3 separate regions of the Mus musculus genome follow, and regions 1 and 2 are each linked to region 3. Evidence: chromatin contacts called from public promoter capture Hi-C data. All regions are on one chromosome and are shown on one strand. The core of a region is the stretch at or near the end of the contact, and the rest is flanking DNA. Distances in the headings are between cores, read along the strand shown.

Region 1 (4,612 bases), core at 2,060-4,559, 2.1 Mb after region 3:
CCTTCACATCCAGCCACAGGCTGAGGAGCAAACTTTTACTCAACAAGGTTTTGGGGTCATTCATAGCATAGATGAAGTGGTTTGTTTACTAATTCCTGGGTGTCTCTTTAACAAAATATTAAAATGTCTATAATTTGTAAAAAAAATAAGTATATAATAACCTTTGAATGCTTATTTGCAACTATAAGATCCTTAAATAGAAAGACCATAAAGAGTTATCAGTTAAAAAGCTTTAGAATTACTTTGAGATTACCTGTACATTCATTTATATCATACACAAGACAGCAGGTAGCAAGCTTGTGTTTTGCTCTTATTAAATATGAAGAAGTGTTGAACCTTCTCAATGGATCTCATGAGAAATACTTGCTGTGATGTAAGAAAAATTAAATCCTGGATTGTGAATGCACTGGAATTTAGATAGAATGGATTTTATATGAATTATCTTGGTTTATAGTTTAATTTTGGGGGGGGTGGTTTTTTTGAGACAGAGTTTTTCTGGAACTCATTCTGTAGACCAGGCTGGCCTATTATAATTATTTTGACATGATTTTGAGAGATAATGATAAGAATAATAATTTTTCAGCTTGAACTCTGTTTTTGTTCTTGATTTTTGTGAGTATGAAGAAATGTTAAAAGTATTTGGCCCAAGGAGCTGAAGGAACCTGCAATCCTATAGGTGGAACAACAATATGAACTAACCAATACCCCCCTCCCGGAGCTCGTGTCTCTAGCTGCATATGAATCAGAAAATGACCTAGTCGGCCATCAGTGGAACGAGAGGCCCGTTGGTCATGCAAACTTTATATGCCTCAGTACAGGGGAACGCCAGGGCCAAGAAGTGGGAGTTGGTGGGTAGGGGAGTGGGTGGGGAAGCGTGTGGGGGACTTTTAGGATAGCATTGGAAATGTAAATGAAATAAATACCCAATTAAAAAATAAAAAGTGAAAAAAAAGAAAATAACTATGTCTTAATCAGCAAAAAAAAAAAAAGTATTTGGAATCACTTTAGGAAACTCTTTACATTGTTTGAAAATGTAAAATATACTTTGTGTCAAAGAAAAGGTATTGTAAATGTCTTGCAGTTCTAATGTTGGTAGTCGGAATGGGACAATTAATTTCTTCTGTAGATAATAATTTTTTAATATATCACTCCTAAAATATTTGTTTGCTCTTAACTCAACTGTAGCTACTCATAGATTTAATCTGTTCTGGTTTAATTGTGATTTTCAGAAGTTTTGTGTTTTATACAAGTGATCCAGAATCAATCAAGGGTGGTTATATTTGGGTATATGACTAGAGTTTTAGATACTGAAGTAACTGGCTTCAAATGATCATGTCTGTCAGTAATGAACAATCAAACTCAAGAGGTGACATGTTTCTTTGTTCCTTTAAAACTCCTATATGGTTAACATCAAATGAGTGTTCACTATAATTCTCTCCCAGGGTAATTCTTTTCCACAGAAAACTACACTAATACCTTTTGATGATCATAACTTGTTTTCTTCCTCCAAAAGAATAAAAAATAGAAAGACAAAACAAAGTAGCTAAATTCAAACCAGAAGTGAAGTAGCATAGATGTCTCATTTCTGTTTACGTTTGACTTATACAATATTTAAATATCATAAGTATTGCTTTTTTAAATCCACAAACTGCTTGAGAAATTCTGGAAACTGGTTATCTGGAGGGAAATGTTTTGAGAAGTGGAAAGGAACATCACTAATTATCAGTCAACATCACTTATATAAGTTGTGCTCTGAATATCACAATAGCTGAAAATTCCTTAACATTTAATAACTCGCAATCCTTCTTTGATTTTCTTTTTCTCAAGTTCTAAAACTTGTAAAATAAGCATATCATAAAAAAAGAAATGAGAGTGTAGAAGTTAAGCTATGAAGCATGTTCTGAATCAAATATATAAAGGTAAAACTGACACTCCTGGGGCAGAATTAGGGCTTCTGTTTCCTCACATTGGTTCTTGAAAATAAAAAATGCGTCATGTAATCCCAAAGGAGCTTACTGTGTATTTGTCTGCATGTGGGCAGAGGCAAAGATGCCCTCATATTGTGGTCCCCTTTGTCTATATTTCCCTTCAACGCATCTCTAACTGAAGAATAAGTTCTTGAGAAAGATGGTTGATGAATCCATAACTCAGAACTCATCCAGAAAATTTTCAGTAGAACACCTTGAGATGTTTCCTGGGGGGGGGGGGGGGATCAGTAAAATATAAGCAATTCCACTATATCTAGGCTCCCAAAATTCACCAGAAAGAGCAACAAAATCACACAGCCCACGCTTGAGTCCCTGCCATAATGATTCAGAATTGAAGATGGTCAAAATCAGTTTTGTACTAGGTCAGACTTTTTCTCTGTTTATAAGTAATGCTTGTTCTGGTGTAGTACTTAAGTGTATGTATCTCAACTGAAATGAGATAACAACACAGGGTCTCTGTAAGCTGCTTCTGACTATGCCTCTCAGGTATGTAGCTATCAAGGAAAATATGCCTCCAGCAGACAGCTTCTTCCCTCTAGGATAAGAAGGTACAAAGTAGTGATAGCAGAATGGACCCTCTCTCTTAAAGAGCAGGCTCCAGTCTGGGCTCACTGATATAAATGAGTCCTCCAATGAGGGTCCGCTCAAATCTTTGTATAATCAGGGGTCTGGCTTCTTTCTATTTCCGTGCACTTGGTTTTCCTTTGCTCCTGAACCAGAGAAAAGTACATGTAGAGGAAAGTTTTGCATAGAATGAGCCTATATTGATATAAGGACCAGGCATAGCCACCCCTCCTGTCTGAGGCAGAAACCCAAGAGGAATTGAGTAGAGGAGTAACGAGTTTAGGATACTTAGGTTGGGTGCAGGGGCGGGGCGAATCAGAGGTCAGCCAAGAGTATTGGTCCTAGACCCACAAATACATCAGGATTCTCCCTCCTCCGTTAGCCTCCTAAACCCCAATGAGGTCATAGCAATGAGAGAGAATCAGATTCAAGAGAGGGGGGAGGAAGAGGACAACAACGGGGGAAAAAAATCCAGACGGAAAGAGGCCATCAGACAAGGTCGCTTTTTCTGGCGACACAGCAAGTGCTAGGAACGTGGTGCTGAATACCATCCACCCGCTCTGCCTAGAGACCTAGAGACTCACAGAAGCACTTTGCGCAGACAGGAAAACAAAGGAGGGAAGGCGAGAGGACAGGCGGAGAGGAGTTGTAAGCAGCTCCCCTTTATTACTAGGAAATCAAGCTTGGTTCCTCCGCCAGGAAGAAGGGAGCCAGAGAGGTGCGGAAGGCTCCTGGGGGCGCAGAGCAGAGACACGGCAGAACTCTGGACTGCGCCTCCGACACTGGCAAGGCTTCCGATCCAGAGTCCGTTCTCCAGAGCCTGGCTCCTCAATAAAAGCTTCTGGACTCCCACCCATCGCTCAACAGTCCCTGTGTGAACCCGCCACGGGCTGGATTAGCTGTCTTCTCTGGCCAGGCCCACGGAAATGGTTCTCTGGTTCTGAAAATCCAGACCTTGTGGATAATGTTTTGCTGGTGAAGAAAGAAAAGTTTGAGGAGCTGGACTGTGGTAGGGGGCGGAAGGGGCTGAGGAGGACTTTGGAAGAAAGAAGGTAGATGATCAGCTTTCATCTCTGAGCTGGAAGGAATGATGACCCAAGGAGAATGTGCACCAGCGGCCAGATCATTGGGAGCCTTTTGGTGCTCTCTGTGCTGGAGATAGGGCTGGGGGTGTCCAGCGTGGCCGTGGGGGCGGTCAGCTTCAGCCTGGCTCTCCGAGAGCACACGCCGCAGCTCGGAGACTCGTCCCCGGTATGGAGCGGGGTGTGTGTACGTTGAGCCATTTCACTCTCTCTTTACCTCTTTTCGGGGATGGTCAGTGTGTGCGTGCCTTAGTCACTGTCTCCTGGGAAAACAATATTATAATACTCCTCTGCCTGTAGGTTCCAATTGACAAGCTCTGCTGGTTTATATTGTCTTTTTGTGTATTAGGGAAGCTTTTTTCCTCTTCACTGGATTTAAAACTAAAATGAATGGCTTTATTTAAACTTGAGGGGAGGAGGGTCAGTTTGAGGATTCTGCAAGACTGACCAGTGTTAGTCTTTACAGGGTTACACCTGACAAGGGCAAACTCACTTGTTTATGTCTTTTACTGAAAATGTTACATCATTTTATTGTACAAAGAGCAAGCAAGGGGTAGTTATCTGTTTATATGTGGGCAGTATGCTCAAGGTGCACCGATGCAACAGTGATATGACCAAAATGGAAAGTGAGCTGAGCCTCTGAAAGGTCTGAGGAAAGATGAGCATTGTCTCAGAAAGCACTGCTTTCAATTTGCCTTGCTACCTTTCTCATACTCACTTCTGAATATTCTGTTGTAAGTTCAAGGCCACCAGTTAAACAAACAGCAGTAAGAAATGTAATGCCATCCTAATGGTAGAGTAACTCACTTTAAAGTGTGCTTATCTACTCAGAAAACAATATTGGGTTTTTTTTGGGGGGGGGGTTGTTTTGTTTTGTTTTGTTTCAGGTCAGGGGCAGACCTAACAAACATTTTGTTTGCTCATGTAGGAAGAATTGCAAGGAAGCCACCAAAATCAATAAAATAACTACCTGATAAT
Region 2 (4,839 bases), core at 1,452-3,951, 2.1 Mb after region 3:
TACATTTAGTGGTTTGAGAAAATTATGGTAAAATCAGTCGTTATGTGACATTTTTATCAGAATTATTCCAAGTGGCATCTGTGAAGTACCAAAGTGATGAGGCAAGGTTTCTGCTGACTTCTTCTAACCAGAAATGTATTCATGTTCTCATCTTTCAAGAATCACTGAAATTCCTGTGCATGTGTGTGTGTGTGTGTGTGTGTGTGAGAGAGAGAGAGAGAGAGAGAGAGATCTTACATTAGTGCTCAAAATAATGTCTAGTTAAAATGATTCCAAATACCAAGTGAGTGTTTAAGGAATTTTTCCAAAAAGAGGAAGAGAATAAATATTTATAGACTTTTCACATGAGTTCACCCTTTAACCCATAACCGAGTGATATTAATACTAGTCTCATTTTTATAAAGATAATAGAAATTGTAACAATTATACATCACTTCCTTAGTATCAAAAAAGCTGTAGCTTATATCATGATAGATAGTGGAGAAATATCTACTAAAATGAATGAGAAAAAATAAAACCATGTAATTTGGTGATAAGAGACTATCAAAACTATAATAAGGTCTCATTTTCATTTAATCCACATTCCTTTTTCTAAAGATGAGGCTTAGAAAATCCCATTGACTTGCCTAGCGTAAATATGTACATAAGAAAAACTAAGGAAATCCAGGAGTTCCTGTCTGCATAGTATAATTGTTTCCCCTTAGTGCACAATTAACTGTATTTTGGTAACAAAGCCCTTCAATACCTATTCATGTTTTATGGTACATTTTCACATTGCTTGTACAAAATTCCTGTAGAGTTGGAAAGTGCAGTTGATCATGTTTACCACATAGTTTTTCCTATTTTAAAATTCAGATCACTTATCATCCATTGTCTTTTTTCTGTTTGTTTTTTAATATAACTGGTATTATAAAAGTAGCTTTTCATAAAAACAAAGCTTTAATACATGAAGGGAAGTGTAATTTCCCTAGAAAATCATTTTGACAACTGGTAGCACACTGGGTTCTACACCCAACTGATGGTCCAAAAATAAATGCAAGAAACTATGAGCATTTGGCTCTGGGGTTCATCTAAGTGATTGATGTCTACTCTTTTATTTAATATTTTAAATAATGATTTGAGTTATACACTCATGAATCTAGTTAAGAAAGAAACAGTGAGAAACAATTTAAGTAGCTTTCTAAAAGCTACAAACCCATGCTTTAAACCTCCTAATCCACCCACAGAGAAGTCACTTTAACCACACATTAGACTACCTCCTAGTAAACACAAATACAAATACAGAGGATACAAGAAAAATGAGAAAAGTATGTCATGTCAAGTTGGTGAAAGTATAGCCCATGAAAGTCAGAGAATAGCAAAGAGAATGTTGGTGCCAGAGCACAAAATGCACAAAAAATCAAGAGTAGTCTTAGTCTAAGCATTGATAACTATGGCCCTATATGATGATATTAGAATTGCATTTGTGTTAGTAAGGAATGACCATTAAATTATTTTAAAGTTTCTGAGAATAAAATCCACATGTCTAATCTATTCTTTTAATAACCATGTAAATAAGTGTAAAGAATTAGAAACAAAGAGGTTATTCCTACCTTTCTTGCTAAAATTAATGATCAGAGTAGAGGAAACACCACTGAGAATGGCAGTAAAAATTGCTGCTGTGATAAACCTCAAGGAAGCAGAATCTTCAAAATGTAGCAGGCTATGGACTGTGGAAAATGCTGAAGATAGGGTGTGGAGATAGAGACTCACACTCTGCCTGGGTTATAGAGATTGGTGAGCGTTCTGAATCAGGAACACCAAACTGAAAATCCATTTGTGATAGGCAGGATAATGAATGTTTTCAGTGGTACACCTTTTCATGAAGTATCCACCCTTGTATTATGTATCAAATGTTGTGCTATGCTTTATTGTACTAGAGAATCAGAAAAAAAAAGTCCCACGATAATGCAAAGGCTTTACCTTTTCCATTGTTTATATTATTGAAGTAGATTAATATTATCTGTTTAGTCACAATGCAATAAGAAAAGTGAGGATAGCATGACTCACTTAAGAAAGTTGATGGACACTTCCATGAAGCAACAATGAATACTGAAGCAGCAAACTGAGTCATGAATGGGCACCATTCAAATAGGGAATAAGGAGACTACAAGAAAATGAAGCATCACATGTCAGGTCCTTGTAGGAGGAAGAATTTTGTACGTTTGAAAAGCTCCAGTAAAATTCAGTAAAGGTTAAAACTCAAGAAAATGATAGCTCATTCTATAGATTGTGGTCCATATAAATGTTTTGGATATCTTTGAAATATTTTTAAACATGAAGGTAAAAATTTCAAATATCAATTGATTTGATAAGTCAAGGAAAGACTAACTTGAAACCGTTTTTGTAGCACTGATAAGAAATGCTAGTGCCTGGGAATCATGCTGAAGCAATGGAATGGATACTGGAACAAAGGTTTTGGAAATTTCCTGGAAATCATAGGAACAATGTCATGAGTTTCACTAAATATAGCATATGGGAGTATGAAGGAAGTATTGATAAGGACTTCTACATATTGAAATGAGAAAAGAGTGGATCACTGTGCTATTTCCAGAAATGAGAAACTCTAGAGGGGAAAAGGTTTCCAGTAGTAAGATAATAGCTGTTGGGACACCCAGGCAATAAAGGAGGTTTGTGAGGCAGCTTAGTGCCTTGGGCTTACTTTCACTTTCCATGCCATGACCACAAGTAGGTCTGATATGACTCTCATTTCTAGGGCCAGCAGATACTAACTAAAGAAACAAAATTTCTAATATTTGTCCTCTTTTTCTCTTACCTTACTTTGTTGTATAATTCTAAAGCAAGTACTAAACTATCCTAATAAATTCAGCCCTAGTTCACAGAGCTGTGGGGAATGAGAAACTTACAACCAAGGATAAGATATACATGATTTCTTCAACATAAAAATAAGCATAATTACCAAGATAGTGATAAATAAATTGTGAAAAATCAAAATAGCAGCCTTCTGCTGCTCTAAACACTAGCTGATGCGATAAAAGTATATATTAAAGATTTTTAAAGTGTAATTAAAGTGTAAGCTTTGTGTTGGAAGAGACAGTTGGAACTCTGACTGGGTTCAAAGGAAGACAGTGCTCGATGCATAGATGTGAAAAGTTGTTGAGAGAGGAGTAATAGCTGAAGATGCAACTACATGTAGTGTGGTTGTTTAAATATGCTTAACCGATGAAGTGGCATTAATAGGAGGTGTGGCTTTGTTGGAGGAAGTGTGTCACTGTAGAGGGGGTCTTTGAGAGCTTCCTCCTGGCTGCCTGAGGATGCCAGTGTTTTCCTGTTTGCCTTTGGAACTAGAGTAGAACTCTCAGCTCCTCCAGCTTCATGCCTGTCTGAACACTGCCATGCTTTCAGCCTTGATGACAATGAACTGAATGAACCTCTGAAACTGTAAGCCAGCCCAATTAAATGTTGTTTTTAATAAGAATTGTCTTGGTTCATACCAAAAGAAACCCTAACAAAAACATATAGTAAGAAGAATTCTCAGACTTTACAAAATTCAAAAGGATGAACAAAGGGAAAAATCCAGTAACAGAGTCCAAGGAGAGTAGGGACAAAAAGTAAGAGGTCACTGATTATCTTTAAACGTGCAACTTTAGTAAAATATGGTAATTAAAACTATCACTTTATCTTACAAATAAGTATTGCGGAGCTAAGAATAGCTCATGAATATAAAACCACGCACTTATCTTTCCATTCCAACATTTTAGCAAATGCCTGCTCTAATCCAATGAACACACAGAATACTCCAGATGGAAGAAATGAGATGGTGGTAGTTTTAAGATGAATAAAACACGTTTTCTTCCTTACAGAGCTCCAAATATATTGACATAGATACTAAATAAATGAGTCAAATGTAATACCACCCTCAAAAGGTTACTCTGAGAATAGAAAAAAAATAGATGGTATTAAGTCTGATGAAAGAATTTCAAGTGAACTCTGAAGAAAAGGTATGTCTTAGGATTTCTATTGCTGTGCTAAAAGCTCATGACCAAAAGCAACTTGGGGGAAGAAAAGGTTTATTTCATTCTCACAACCTTCAGGTTACACTCCATCACTGAAAGAAGTCTTGGCAGGAACTCAGTGTAAGAACCTGGAGGCAGGAACTGGAGCAGAGACCATGGATTGCTTCTTAGTATCTTTGCTTCTCTATTGTTTCATCCTCTGTGGAGTTCATTTTTCCAAGCTGAATCAGAATGTATTACTGATCAGTATATACTACTCACCTGTTGGCTTCTTAAACTTGCTTTGCCTGCTTTCTTTAAAACTCAGGACCACCTGTTCAAAGTAGCAATGCTCACACTGGTCTGGGATCTTCCATATTTATCATTAATCAAGAAAGTATTTCAAACACTTATAGAGGAATTTTCTCACATAAGACTTCCTCTTCTAAAATATGTCTAGGTTTATGTCAAGTTAACAAAATCAATCAGTAGGTTAAGAATGTGAATAAAAGTTCCAACTAAAGAAGACAAATGAGCATAGATGATACACTCAAGATAAATGAGATAACTTGAATTCAGTCTGACAATAGATAATGATCAGCAGACTTGTTGGCAAACTGAAAAGAAATATGTCTAAGTCCCGCTGGCAATCCAGGATGTCAAGAAAGCTACTGAAACAGGCAGAGCAAAAGGGGCAAATGCTGAAACTCATACTTAAGATGTTAGAATGCAATTTAGAAACACAAGAAATAAAATTCTTTTGTGGGTTCTTAGATAATCTAGATAAGGGCTTGTAAGGCCCTGAATGAAATGAAGACTGTTGTATATATGGAATGAATGGATC
Region 3 (5,164 bases), core at 435-2,934:
TAGTCTACAGTAGAAATAATAATAGAAATAACTGCAAACACAGCCCTTAGATCACAGGAAGATACAATTATCTTAGACTAAAACTAGCTTTGATTAATACATTTTTACTGTTCTTCCTGGCAACCTAAGGAAACAAAAAGAAAAACGGGAGAAAGAATGTTGGGTGTACTCTAGAAGCCTGAAAATGTTTTCTGGTTTGGTGGAACGCTGCTGTCGAGGGGTATCTGGATGAATGTTGAGAGAATTCTAGGAAATACTACATATGAAGTAGTCACAGCAATAATACACATTATCCGGGAGAAGTAAAGCATTTTTCTTTTCTTCTGTTTTGAGGTAGGGTCTCAAATTCAGAATCCTCCTGCCCCTGCCTCCACAGAACTGGGATTATAGGCAACTAAGCCAGGCCATGTGCATTTCTAAAGTTAGACACTGTTTTCTTAACTTCATTCCCCAACACTGGTAACATGTTGCTCAACTAACGAAGAAAGCAAGACACCTCTTTCCTTGACGTTTCCTCCTGAAGCCTGAGAGAACATTCTGGCAACTTCAACTATTCATTCAGCAACAACAGAAGGATGAGTACTGGATCCAAGGAGCTGAGACTGGCTGCATAAACTTCTACTCAGGCAAGCTGTTACTGTATCACCTCATGACCCCATCCTGTGCTAAACCTTTCCACTTGTCATTTTTCAGCTCCTCAGGCTTGCTTTGGGCCTCCCACTGTCTCCACTCATTAAATGCCTCAGGCTACTGACTCAAGCTCTAAGTCTTTGATGCCTCCAGCCCACTCCATGCCATTAGATTACCATTCCCCAGTCCCTCATGGCATCTAACTTGTTCCAAGTTTACATGTCCATGCACTTTCATTATTAGATTTATCATTTTTAATCAGTGGTAGGAATTAGGTTACTAATCATTTCAATTATCCATCAAATTAGTGATGGTGACATAATTATCATCATCATGAGATTTGCGTTATCACTATGGTTATTCATATTATCCTGGGGGTAATGGCTCCCAGTCCATAAAGTTCAACCTAGTAGATAGTTTTTGTTTATTCCTGAGTCAGGAGGCCTATCCCAGCATTTCCGCGGTGAGTAGGTGCTAGTGACTAGCATCTAGGCACTTACTGGGGAGCTCTGGCAAGAACGGAGGTCTTGCTTGTAGTGTGTGGTGTGCAGGGTGCTGCGTCGCCCTCTGCCCAGTGTTAGAAAACTTGGGTGATTGGCTTTTGCAGTGAATTGGGCAGCCACTTTTTCGGAGGCGCACAGACCACGCCCCTTACCAACAACAAAGCAAAGCCAGCTCCGCGGCCTCTACGCAACACTCCTGGAACTCAGGCCACGAGGACACGGAGGTTGGCGCTGCGGAGTTTGAGCGGGCCAGGTACCCGGAGCTCAGAGGCGCGTGCAGCCTCAGCTTGAGTCTCCCGCGCGAACCTGAGCGGACGGCTCCACCGCGGACCTGCGCGGTAGGGGGAAGCCCGCGCAACCAAACACGCCGGCCAATGCCGGTCGCGCGCTCCCTTTGCGCGCTCCCGCGCCGGCCTTAAGGCTTGGACCGCAGGTGGAGAGGCCCGGGTGCGGGCGCGTGGCCCGAGGCTGTGCGAGGTTGCGCGGTGCGCGCGGAGCCGCGCTGTCCCCCCCATCTGAACTCAGTGCGCTGTTCCACGGCAAACTCCGCGCGCTGCGTGCTCGGGGCCGCGCCAGCCCGGGTGGCCGCGTGCAGGGCTCAGGGAAGTGAGCCCAGCAGGGAAGATGGAGCTGGCCACGCGCTCCCAGGTGAGGGTTTCCCCCAGCCCTGGTCCCCGGCCGCTTTCTGCATGCCCCGCCCCGCCCTGTCCTGCCGGGCTGGTCCACGCGGAGGGCCGGGTGCTGGGAACTTAGGTCCTGTAGGAGTGCGCGTGGCTCCCTGCTGTACCACCCCGGGTCTGCAGGTTTGGCCCCTGCAGCCGGGGCTCAGGTGGGGATGCCTATTCTGGAGCTGCAGGCCGGGAGCTACGGGGTGCAGCGCCCCGAGACCTGGGGGAGGGGCGCGCGGGAGGGCAGCGTGCAATTTCTCCCCAACCCCCTTCCTCGCCGGAACTGGCACCAGAGGTCAGGAAGATTAAGAAAAAAGCAATTAAAAAAAAAAAAAAAAAAAAAAAAGAAAGAAAGAAATCTCGAGACTCACACTATACCAGTCTTTTATTGAGTTGCTGTAGGTTTTATTCTAGAACTTTAATAAATTTACTACTTGGCAAATGGTAAGTAACATCTTTAGGCCAAGTTAACAAACAACTTCAAGATTGCAAATCTTAAGCGAAGGGCAAATCCATTATGCATTATGGGTCTAATTTAAGTTTTGAAACTTCACTAACACTTGAGAATAAGTCTTCCAAAGGGTCATTGCGTGCCAGGATTGTGATTTCTGTTAGTTTACAGTCTCAAGGTTTTTCTCTACTTAAAATTATCACTCTGTTAAAAAAACGACAACCACAAGACACCTAAACAGACACACACTTTTTAATATAGTGATAAGCAAATCATTTTTAAAAATGAACTAAGAAAAACTTTGAAAAGAGAAGGAATGGCCAGCCCCCTGCTCGTGGGGTGCGGGATATTTTACATGAATGTAGCCTTTCTTGAACTGCGTTTACCCCTGTAGTCTACCTGTAGACTCTGAGCCTGGTGGAACAGCGCCCAAGCTTTACCAGACCTGGCCTGCCCAGGTCTGGCACTTACCTTTGTGCTGGCAAATTAGAGAACTAGCTAGCTGGCTAGATACCAGTGGCCACTTTGTCCAGTTAGTGACCGCTGAGAATGTCCTGAAAGTGGAGGTTTGTGAGAAAGTATTTTAAAAGGTTTCACCAGTGAAGGGAGAAAAGAAAAACTGTACTGAGCTAGACTCAGGCTTTAGGGTTTTTGTTGTTGTTTTTGTTTTGCTTTTGCACGTGGCTAGCCTGAGCTTCTCCAGGAAGTAACAAAACACCTTTGGAAAGGGAAAGTGAAATTGCTTTGTTTTTTCAGGACAGTCTCATTCATCACAGAGTGGTCTCCACTTTCTGTAGAGCAGATTATAGATCTTGCCTCCACTTCTAGATTCAGGATTCTTTCCCTGCTTGGATGCCTGGTGTATGATGTGCTGGGGGTGAACCCTGGGCCTCCTGCATGTTAGGCAAAATCTGCAAACTGGGCTGCAGCTCCAGCCTGGTGGAAAGAGACAGGAGCTTTCGTAGTTCCTCAGAAAATGTAACTCACTGTATCATTTCCAAAACCTGTCACTTTACTGGAAAGCTCTTTGCAACTAGGATCCCTGTATTCAGGGCATTTGAAAATTCAGGATGTATTAAACTGTGCAGCTAGACCGGAACATTTTATTGTTACACTGTGAAGCTTTAATAAACTATTTACTGGGGGGGGGAGGGGGCAATCTACAAATTACATCCTACCCATTATACACCAATTAGGGCAGATTACTATGTATAAGATGATCATACACACACCTATAAAGATCTCTTAATTGGTAGCACAAATTAAGATGAATTTTTTTTTCTGTTTGTAAGCTCCTCATAGTTTAAAAGTGAGCACAGTCATCTTCATTGACATGGTCTGTGAGTGGTTCTGTGGGGTGGCAGGTGAGTGCAGATGAGAAGACCGTTGAACCGAGAGATGCTAAATTTTGCAATCTTCCAGTCTCTAGCCTTATAAATAGTCAAGTAACCAGAGAGGCAGCTTGGCTGCACCCCCGGTGTGACAGGGCCCAGCAGGCAGCACACTGTCCTCTCACACAGCAGTAACTATAATTCCTCCCTTTGGAAAGCATAACACTCCCAGGATGCTCCCGCAAAGAGCGGCCGCATAGGAGGAGGTTTCTGAGCAATACCTGAGCCAGGGAGACACCCACATGCATTCCAAACCACTTTCAAGTCTGCTTTTCTGCCAGGTGTGCCTTGGATTTCATGTCCTCTGACAGTGATCTCCACCCTCAGGGGTTATTTAATAGTCCTTTTTTTAAAAAAATTATTTTTATTTATATAGGGTCTCTCACTATGTAGCCCTGGCTGTCTGGAATAGTCCCGTATTTAAAAGGCCAGTAGCTCATCGTTTTCTCATGAGCCTGACCCATGCATGGCGGGGCAGAATTCTAAGAGGTGCACACAATCACTTGATTTGATGATGACAGAAAACCAGGAGTCAATTCCAGTTCCAGTTAAGCCAACTTTTTCAGCATTAGAGGGCATTAATGAACAATTCCTGTGCAGCTGTTTGAGCTGACCTGCCCCTGCACGTTAAAGTCTCATGGCTCTGGAGAGCTAACCCTTTACTCCTCAACCCTTCAAGGGTTTTGTTTCCAGTATCCGGAATTAGCGGGGATTGATAAGAACTAGTAAGATTTTTAATTTTCCTTTAAGAAGTAGTGTCTAGGAATGTTTGAAACTGGGTGGAGGTAGGTAAATAGCCAAGGTTAGCCCTCAGAAAAGATTGTCTTCCATGGTAGTGAATACTAGCCCTTCCCCCTTCAAACCTTTGCACCTCACTGCAAAACTTGCATTGCGTCTGCAATAGATATTTCCCGCCTCTTCTCCTTCATAGCCGTTGGACGATTTATCGTAAGTTTATGTATCAGGCATTGTTATATTGGAAGATTGAACACCAGGATACTGATTTTCCCCACCATTTCTATTACCCAGTTCCTGGACCTCTTCCTGCTGCAGCCCAGCGAAGCCCCTCAGGGCATCCTTCAGTCACTTTCTTTTCTGAGGCATACTGTGCCAGGTTCCTAAAGTGAGAGGTTATTTTCTCCCTGAAGTTCTGTGAAGTAGGTTGGTTCCACCAGCTGGGATTGTGTCTCCAGAACCACTGTCTGGCCCTTGCTATTGGGGCCAGGATGCACTTACTATGACCTGAAGAGGCTGGAAATCTTTGCTTATGTTGTGGTGTCACCTGCGTCTAGATAGGCTAATGTCACATCACAACACGGGTCAAGGATACAGGGATGCTGTAACAACATAAAGTGACCATAGGGGCTGTGGGGATTTCCTCAGTCCTGGACCAGAGTAGCTTGGTGCTGTCAGGGATCTGATGGGTGCAAGCACCTCCTCTGTCTGACTTTTTTTTTGGGGGGGAGGGGAACATCGAAGGAGGTTTGCGGGGGGGGGGGGGGTGTCTCACCAGGTTATACT

The links. Promoter capture Hi-C pulls out the DNA fragments that hold promoters and counts their contacts.
Region 1: a promoter capture Hi-C map of cranial neural crest shows a contact between it and region 3. The contact joins the promoter of Tmem196 here to the promoter of Cdca7l in region 3. A contact is called at or near these places in 4 of 39 promoter capture datasets (cranial neural crest, embryonic stem cells, hippocampal neurons and 1 more).
Region 2: a contact with region 3 is called in a promoter capture Hi-C map of pre-B cells, with 4 times the contacts expected there. The contact joins the enhancer-like site here to the promoter of Cdca7l in region 3. A contact is called at or near these places in 4 of 39 promoter capture datasets (hippocampal neurons, liver and pre-B cells).

Annotation. Positions count from the first base shown.
Region 1 is chr12:119,942,818-119,947,429 of GRCm38.p6, forward strand. It overlaps Tmem196 (transmembrane protein 196), which reads left to right and starts at 3,310. Exons shown (of 5, transcript NM_001294154.2): 1 at 3,310-3,803. The coding sequence starts at 3,657.
Region 2 is chr12:119,962,865-119,967,703 of GRCm38.p6, forward strand. The region is part of intron 1 of Tmem196 (transmembrane protein 196); the gene reads left to right. Among named protein-coding and RNA genes, the nearest start is that of Tmem196, 19 kb to the left of the region's middle. Within about 2 kb of position 2,702, at least 2 of the 459 cell types and tissues checked have an H3K27ac peak or open chromatin away from gene starts, as enhancers often do. A contact at or near this core is called in pre-B cells, where this site is marked.
Region 3 is chr12:117,842,177-117,847,340 of GRCm38.p6, forward strand. It overlaps Cdca7l (cell division cycle associated 7 like), which reads left to right and starts at 1,685. Exons shown (of 10, transcript NM_146040.1): 1 at 1,685-1,781. The coding sequence starts at 1,758.